Linked DNA regions of Mus musculus: region 2 is linked to region 1. The links are chromatin contacts, called in public Hi-C maps. All regions are on one chromosome and are shown on one strand. The core of a region is the stretch at or near the end of the contact, and the rest is flanking DNA. Distances in the headings are between cores, read along the strand shown.

Region 1 (4,183 bases), core at 16-2,515:
CTTCAGGCAGGGAAGTTCTTTTGTTCTTTCTCATGTTTTTGATTTTTGATCAGCTTTGGAATAGGACTCTGGCTCAGTGTGTGTTACACTTTAATTAATTGGTCTGTATATGCATCTCTCTCTCTCTCTTTCTCTGTGTGTGTGTGTGTGTGTGTGTGTGCAGGTGTGATGCAAATGTGTTTTTGGTGGCTGGAAATTGACACCAGGTGCCTTCCTCAGTTGCTCTCCACCTTATTTTTTTCAGACAAGATCTCTTACTGAACCTGAAGCTCCTTGATTCAGGGGGTGTGGCTGGCCAGCAAGCCTCAGGGATGCCCTTGGCGTCCCGGGTACTAGGATTAGAGGCACCAGCTTCCACATGAGTGGTGGGTACTGGAAATCTGAACTCACAGCTTCATATTTGTGTAGCAAGGGATTTCCAAATTGAGCTATCTCCCTGCCTGTCTTTATCCCCTCCCCCCACTTGTTTAGTTTAACACATGTGACCCACAGAGCCGAGGCCTCCCGGGGAATCTTGGGCCACTTTTTGACTGCCTGTCATGAGCTCATCTTCCCTCTCTGCTTTCTTGGAAAGCCACATCCTAGGAGTTACTGGACACTGTCAGTCAGTGAAGAATTTCCAGTCGTTCCTAGGCATGCTTGCTTTTCCTCCAGAGCAGGCTTCCAGAACCTTCCCTAGCATTCCTCCTGTCATTCCCACCCTGTGTCACATTTCATTACTTTTCACTTCATAAGAGTTTTGTTTTTCCTCCTGGATTTTAGATATGTGGAAGACAGACATAGGCTTTAACTCCCGACCACAGTGTCTGTTACAGAACGAAAGGAAGCCTTGCTTTGGCTTGTTTGACTCCAGCAGCTACACTTGGCCATGGAGAAAACAAAACAAACAAAACTTATCGACCATTCCCTTGGAAATAGAAGCTTATTAAGTCGAGGGATATGAGAAGGTGTGAACGCTCAGACATATGGACGCTGAGGTGTCGTTGTTGCCAGAGCTGGAAAAGATCCACACCGCGGTTTGGTTTAGTTGAAAACACGTTGTCTTTAGGAGGCTGTAAGATTTAGTAAAGGCATAAGTTGATTTTTTTTTCCTAGGCATACATAGATGACTCAACTCTTCCAGGAAGGCAACACTCCTTGAATGGGATTACACATGTGCAAGTGTTTTCGGAGACTTGAAGCTTCAGAAACAGATGGGGTTATTGCTATTACTGATAACAGCTCCCATCATTAAGCAGTAACCTGAGAAAGCAGAATAGAGTGAGTGGTGACATCATGCTATTAAAATACTCAGCTCATCTTGGCTGGAGAAGGAGAGGGTATCCCCTCCTCTCCCCACCTCACCGCTCCCATCCAGCTCTCCCACTCCACTCCACTCCAACCCACCCCTGCCCTCCAACTCCCCTCCACCCTACCCCTCCTCCATCTTCCTCTCCTCTTCCTTTCCCCCTTCCCTCAATTGTCACTTCTTGGAAAATGATTCTTGACAAATATGATTTGACCAAGCACAAGAGTGTGTTTGTTACCATGCAGAGATCGCAAGGTGAGGGGTGGGCGCTGTGGCCAGTCTGCTCTTGAGGACTAGGCTTTGGGAAGGTAGTTAGCTGAGTATTGCTTGAATCTGACAGAGCAAACTGTTGGCGACCACTCTTTTCATTAGTGTTTTTTTTTTTTTTTTTTTTGTTTTTTTTTTTTTTTTTTTTTTTAAGAAAGTTGAAGTTAGCTTAATAATTCTGTGAGCTGAAGGGGCAGCTCATTATCACACTACCGACACACTCTGGAGAAACAGCGTCATTAGGGAGCAAGAGCCACTGAAATGTAAACACGTGAATAATTTACACTTGCAACTGGTGTTAAATAAAATGTTTTAATCTAGACAGAGATCTGACAATAAATATTCATTTCTCATTTTCAGTGAGTAAACTTGATCTATTTTGAAAAGCTTTTTCATTTGATTTTTTTTCCCAGACAATAATGACAAATTTGACATGGACACATTTGGGAATAAAAATCTCCCTCTGGTCAACACAAGCATGGAAAGTTATTATGAAAATCAAAATTTGCAATAATTGCAAATGCTGTAATTAGTAGCCATTTTGAGATTCTTACGTACTATTACCCACAATGCTTACCTTCTCATTTCCATTTTCTTAGGGGAGGTGAAGGCCAAGAGGAGGTGAGGAACTGTCTCTCCAAGTGCAAGCTGATGGATGTTTGCCAAGCCTGAAACACTGCTAAGGAGACAGAGGCATTGCCTTCTGTGAGTAGCCAGGGTTTGTGTGCACATAAGGCAGAGGGCCAGAGGGGACAGTGTGATGTTAGATTCTCAAAGCCAGAGAGACCATGTCTGCTGAGCTGTGAGTTGCTGGGCTCCAGTGACTGTGGATTCCCAGCTGGCCTGCTTCTCCAATAGGAGTTCCCTTCCCACCACATATGGCATTTATATCTCCTGTCAGTATGGGCAGTGGTTCTCAACCTTCCCAATGCTGTGACCCTTTAATACCAATCCTCATGCCATGGTGACCCCAATCATAAAATGATTTTGTTGCTACCTCTTAACTGTAATTTTGCTACCATTGTGAATTGTAAAATCTTATATGCAGGGTATTTGATATGAAATCCACAAAGGACTGCCTCCATGCATAGGTTGAGAACCACTGGGGTAGAGTAAGGCTTCTAGTGCTGCTTTTGCATTTTGATAAGGGACTTCTTTTTCTCCTCCCTCCCTCCCTCCCTCCCTCCCTCCCTCCCTCCCTCCCTCCCTCTCTCCCTCCCTCCCTCCCTTCCCTCATTCTTTCCTTCCATTCATTTCTTGCCTTGTTATGTAGCCCTGATTGGCTGGCATTTATTGTCATACCCCAGGCTGGCCTTGAACTCACAGTAATCCTCCTGCCCCAGCCTCCGAAACACTGGGATTGTAGTCATATATCGCTACATTTGGTATCAAAGGTGGTTTTCTTAAAGTGTAGTTTATCCATCACAAAATTACTCTTCAGAAGTACGGAGTCCAGTTGTTTATTGGTGCATTTGCAGAGCTGTGTGACCATTACCACAGTCTAGTCCTAGAACCTCCACACCTCCTAGGACAGGAGTCCAGTGACATGGCTGCTCCTTCCCACCATCTCTGCACTTGTGTATATGGTGACTTTCTTCACACCTTGGTGCTTACGTGGACTTAGAGGAGAAGGGGCAGTGAAGCACCCAGTCAGGTTGATTCCAGCATCGTTCGCCATGGTCAGGAGAACTGGAAGCATACCACATGCCTGTCACTGGATGATTTCACAATGAAAATGTGATATATTCAGTGAAGCATTATTCAGCCATTAAAACAACGAAATCCTGTCACTTATGACCACATACATGGAACTAGAGATCATTAGCTTAAGCAATTTGAGCCAGGCACAGAAAGACAAGTATCACATGATCTCACTCATGTGGAATCTAAAAGGGCTGAGCTACTAGAACCCGAGTACAGGAGAGTAATGGGCAGAGGCTGGGAGAGTGTGGGTGCAGGGTGGGAACAGGATGACGTGATGGGGGGGCTGAGTTCCAGCTAGACAGGACAAGGATATCGGGAGTGTCATTTCAAAGGAAGGGGACTGTGAACAACAATAATCTACCATGTATACCACAAAGCTAGAAGAAAATGATCCGTGCTTGAGGAGAGAGAAACATTCGACCTCATGTAGCAGAACACAACAATCCATAAACGTATATTTCACGTTTTTGCTTATCTGCTCAGTCACAAGCTTGTAGGATGGAGAGTTGGCTCAGCAGTTAGGAGTGGAAGCTGCATAGGACCCAAGTTCAGTTTTCAGGACCCGTATCAGTCAGCTCACACCTGCCTGGAACTGCAGCTCAAGGAACCCAACTCCTTCTCCTGGCTGTCACATGTCCCAGGAGATATACACATGTTAGCACACGCCTAAAAATAGTTTTAAAAAATCTTAACATTTTGAATCTTGAAAGGTCTCAAACAGGAGTAAATTTGAGTATCTGAAAGCTCGTTATGGAATTTGGAGGCTTGCAGTCTTCGGAGTGGATATGGGTCTTGAACTCCCATTTTGTCTAGGTGCCTCAGTTTACAGCCCAGGCCACTGACCAGAGAGCCACCTGGTGAGTAAGGGGACTAACCCCAGTTACCTTGACCCATTGGGATTCCAGACCATGGATGGAGGTTCCC
Region 2 (4,129 bases), core at 779-3,278, 370 kb before region 1:
ATGAACACTCCACCAAGACTATTTTCGGAGAGCAGACCCAGCCCTGTTGATTTTCTTCTAGCATATACTTGACTCACAACATTTGTCTGATGAACAAGTGTCTTATGCAGGTGCAAAGTTGTTAAGGAGACCTATCCTACCACGTGCACCCAAAGCACTTGTTTTCAGACTCCATTTCTCCAGTGAAAAATTTGCTTGAGAGCCACTCTGTAATGAGAATAACCAGAGATTTCCTAGACATTAGAAGTTACATCTCTCAGCCTTCTCAGACTTGCTTGCAGGCTGCAGAATAATGGGGTTTGCTAAGGCCTGGGAATAGGCCTTATATCCAATTTCATTTGCTTCAAGGGACTCTACAACTAAAGCCTGGCAATGGTACAGATTTGAAGTCATAAGATGAAGGGGATTTCCTTTATGTCTGAACATCCCCACTGACTGCCCAATGTAGAAAACAAACAAACAAACAAACCAAAAGTCAACAGCTATGAGCAAAGCCTTGAGCCTTATCCTCCTGTTAGTACAGAAAGTGTTGAATCCCATTGGGTACAAAGGTCACAGGGGAGGCCATGTTGCCACATCCTCAGTTTTTCATCATGATTCTCAATTTGGCAAAAGGAATCCACTGAATCATTACCAGAGGAAGACTGAAGAAATCCTACTGGGGATAACCATGCCACTGCCTACGGCACACAGCAGCCTTGCTCTGAAGGTATCAACTTCTCTAGGTCAGAGGAGAATGTTAGGACCATGAAGTAGCAGCCCACTGTTGGCACACAACGGCACATCATCCCACTCCTTATGGGAGTGTGGGATGTAGGGAAAATGGGTGGAGATCCCTAGAGGCAAAGCACCTGAACACGGTGACAGGACCCACTCTAGCCCCAGAAGGCAGGAGGGCCAGGAAGCCAGGTCTCTTTGTGGCATCTCTTTCTCTCCCAAGCAGGTAGAGGCACCTGTCACCTTTGTTAAGGAACAGGCTTCTTCTCCTGAGCCCACAACACAGAGGAATGCATTTGATGTTACCACGGCTAAAGCACATCACCCCAGTTCAGTCTATGGACTGGAGTACCATGTAGCTGAGAGGCTGACTCTCTGCCGTCATGCTGCTCAGAGAAAAAAATGTTCATTCTAATAGTGGAGCATCTGACTTAAAATTTAAAATAGTAACTAATATGCTGAAGACGAGACCTCTTTTATTTTCCAAGAGGCGTTAGATGAGGATTGACCTCCGAAGGGTTTAGCCCCATTAACTCATGTACTGGACTCATTAATAAATAATCCTGCCACCAAATTACCTGACTTGTAAATTGGTTTGTACAGTTCTAAATAAATAATAGATAGTTCCCTATTATCAAACACCGTGGCGTTTTCACAGAGAAGCCCAGCGTGTGATACATAAGGGCACACTTTTCCACTGGACAACACTCCGTTGCTCACTTCTGAGAAAGCCCTCGTATCTCCCGCAAACAGCTGCAGCTGGGATATGTTAGCTAGTCATGTTAGCTGCTCAGTGGAGTCAAAAATACTGTATTTAATATCACACAAGCATACTGAGTATGCATTAGTGGCCAAACAATCTTAAGCAACTATTAAATGGACAGTTAATGTAATTGTATTTTAAAACACTGAGGTCATATTTAATTTTGAATTGAAACTCTTAAAATGCACTTTCTGGCAAAGAATATAGAGTAATAAAACAACATTAATCACAGAGGAAAAAAAAACCCTAAAACTCACATTATTAAAATAAATCTTTCTTCCAGAGCACTGATATTTGCAAGAAGTGGATTACAAGAAGCAGAAAACATTTGTGCCTTTTCAAGAAGTATTGTCACTGGAAGGAAAAGTCAGGACTTCAACCTGGGATGAGATCACACTTCCAACAGGGCTCAGCTGCATGCCCACCCTCTCTTTGGTCTTGGCGCTGGCCACTCTCCCAGGACCTGTCTTCCTTCCAGGGACTCAAGTTCAGTTCAGCTACACCCTTGGCCCTTCCAATAGCAACTCCACTGAGGGAATAGCCTGCTTATGTTCCAAAGCAGGAGTGAAGGGGTGGGAGCTGGCTGCAGAGCACACCCCGCTGCAGAGCAGCTGAACCGGGTAGGCGCTTTCACAGTTCCTGCCCCATGCTGCTTGCAAAGTCCTATTTTATATGCCGTCTCCTCATTTTCAAAAGTCAGTGTGGCCCTCTGGGATGCTGTCACACCTCAAGCAGCCTGGTCAGGTCTGTGGACCATGAGCCTGAGCTAGTTCCAGGGTATCCCGGGGGAGGGGGGAGGTCACAAGGCTTTCTAGCCAAAACAGCCAGACACTTATTTATAGCTGTTCTGACAGCAAGCTAAGGAAAGCCCCCTTCACGCAAGCCCTGGAGCCTAGAGTAGCCTTTCTGAGTTCTTAGATTGGCATTAGGACTTTGCCACTGGTACCAGAGATGAATAGAAAAGGAGGGACCATCCTGCTGAGGCCAGGCTCCAAAGGAACTCTGGTACAGTGTTCTAGCTTCCCTGTACCTTGGTCCTCCGCGCCAGCATATGCATCTTCTTACGGATGCCTGCCTGTTCTTGCGGTCAATCCAACTTTTCAGTCTTTTCCTCCCTCTGTCCCTCTGTCCCTCTGTCCCTCCCTCTCTCCCTCTCTCCCTCCCTCCATTCCTCTCTCAAATAGGGTCTCATACATTCCAGGCAGGCCTCAAGAACTATATAGATGGACATAATCTTGAACACCCGAACGTCTTGCCTCAGCCTCCTGAATGCTGGGATTACAAGCACACACTACCACTCCGAGGTGTACGTGATGTGGGGCTGGAAGCCAAGACTTTGTACATGGAGACAAGCCCTGTACTGAGCTACATCCCTTGCCCTAGAACAAGGAATTCTTATGTGAAAAGATCTTCCAACTGCAAACCATTGCCACAGACACACCATTTGTTGTTTATACTGGTTAGATGTTTAAGATTTTACCTGCAGCAGACTCCCAGCTTGTACAAGCCCTAGTGCTTAGATCTCTGGAAATATAGACTCTACCCCAAGAGTATGGTCATGAGGGATTGACTGCATTTCTGCCTATTGTATTCTTGAGCAGCAGTTGGTTAATGCTGGCTCAGGGCTGTGGGTATAAAATATAAACATTCATGACCATCTTCTGGGAAACCCTTTCACAGATGTAAATCCTCTGTGTTTTAAATAGTTCAGTCTTGTGCACAGTCCTTAGGAGGCTCACTCCCTGACCTACTAAGCTTTATCACGGAGCTGTGTCCCCCCTGGAGTAAGTACTGGATGCTGCTTTCCTCCCATACTGAAGGGCTGGTGATAAGGAGTGGCCACAGGCTTTGAAGTCAGCTGCAGAGCCCCCCTTAGCACTTGCACAGGCCAAAGCTGCCCTGGCTGCCTCCATCCGCACAGAAGTTACTTCATGGTTTCCTTCAGAAAATGCCAAGACTTTTGCCTTTCCTCATCTCCCTCAGCCCCTCCGATAGCCTGCACCAGACTCTCTTCGGCCAGTACAGCAGCTGCCACTGGATTCCTAGCACCTCGTACTCTGGTTCCCATTCATCCTTACACAGGATTCTCAAGGCTTCCCTGGCCCACAAGCCTGTATGGGCTAAACCTGGCTCACTACTTGCTTTTGTAAAAAAAAGTTCTGTCAGCACTCAGCCTTGCTGATTTGTTTCTGGATACAGAAATCGAATCATGTGTAGGATATTCCTCTATGATCTGGTTCTGCACAGGAGGACTCTGGGACTCTTGATTTATGCTCATATAGTCCCTCTTGTCTGCCTGGAAGATACCACTGAGCTAGGCTTATTACGCCTAAGCCCACCACCCTGTGCCTGCTTGCAATGCACCAAATACATCTTCGTCTTTAGGCCCTAACTCCACTTTTGTGTTAAGTCTGTCCAGCCTCCCTGGCCTGTGCACAGGGTGACACTAAGAACACAAGTCACTCTGGATGACGGCTGGCTGATCCATCCCTGCTCTGGGTCCCCGGCACCCTGCCCTTTCCTATCCAGTTCTATAGTGAGACAGGAGCTAGAGTCAGGATTCGGGCTTTGCTGGTCAGGAAATGTAACTTTAAGTTTTTCAAAGCCTACTTTTAATGATGGTTCTTAAATGCTTTAAACTCCCTTCTA

Evidence for each region. Hi-C and Micro-C count contacts between places; a contact is called where the count stands out from the background.
Region 2: a contact with region 1 is called in a Hi-C map of uterus, with 2.1 times the contacts expected there. The contact joins two enhancer-like sites. A contact is called at or near these places in 1 of 484 Hi-C or Micro-C datasets (uterus) and 1 of 115 datasets of contacts at active chromatin or transcription factors (fibro-adipogenic progenitors).

The regions. Positions count from the first base shown.
Region 1 is chr7:136,704,548-136,708,730 of GRCm38.p6, reverse strand. Gm6249 (predicted gene 6249) reads left to right here. Exons shown (of 6, transcript NR_046021.1): 3 at 1-365; 4 at 2,155-2,260. Among named protein-coding and RNA genes, the nearest start is that of Gm6249, 4.0 kb to the left of the region's middle. Within about 2 kb of position 1,265, at least 8 of the 459 cell types and tissues checked have an H3K27ac peak or open chromatin away from gene starts, as enhancers often do. A contact at or near this core is called in uterus, where this site is marked.
Region 2 is chr7:137,071,945-137,076,073 of GRCm38.p6, reverse strand. The region is part of intron 2 of Mgmt (O-6-methylguanine-DNA methyltransferase); the gene reads right to left. Among named protein-coding and RNA genes, the nearest start is that of Gm39108, 23 kb to the left of the region's middle. Within about 2 kb of position 2,028, at least 19 of the 459 cell types and tissues checked have an H3K27ac peak or open chromatin away from gene starts, as enhancers often do. A contact at or near this core is called in uterus, where this site is marked.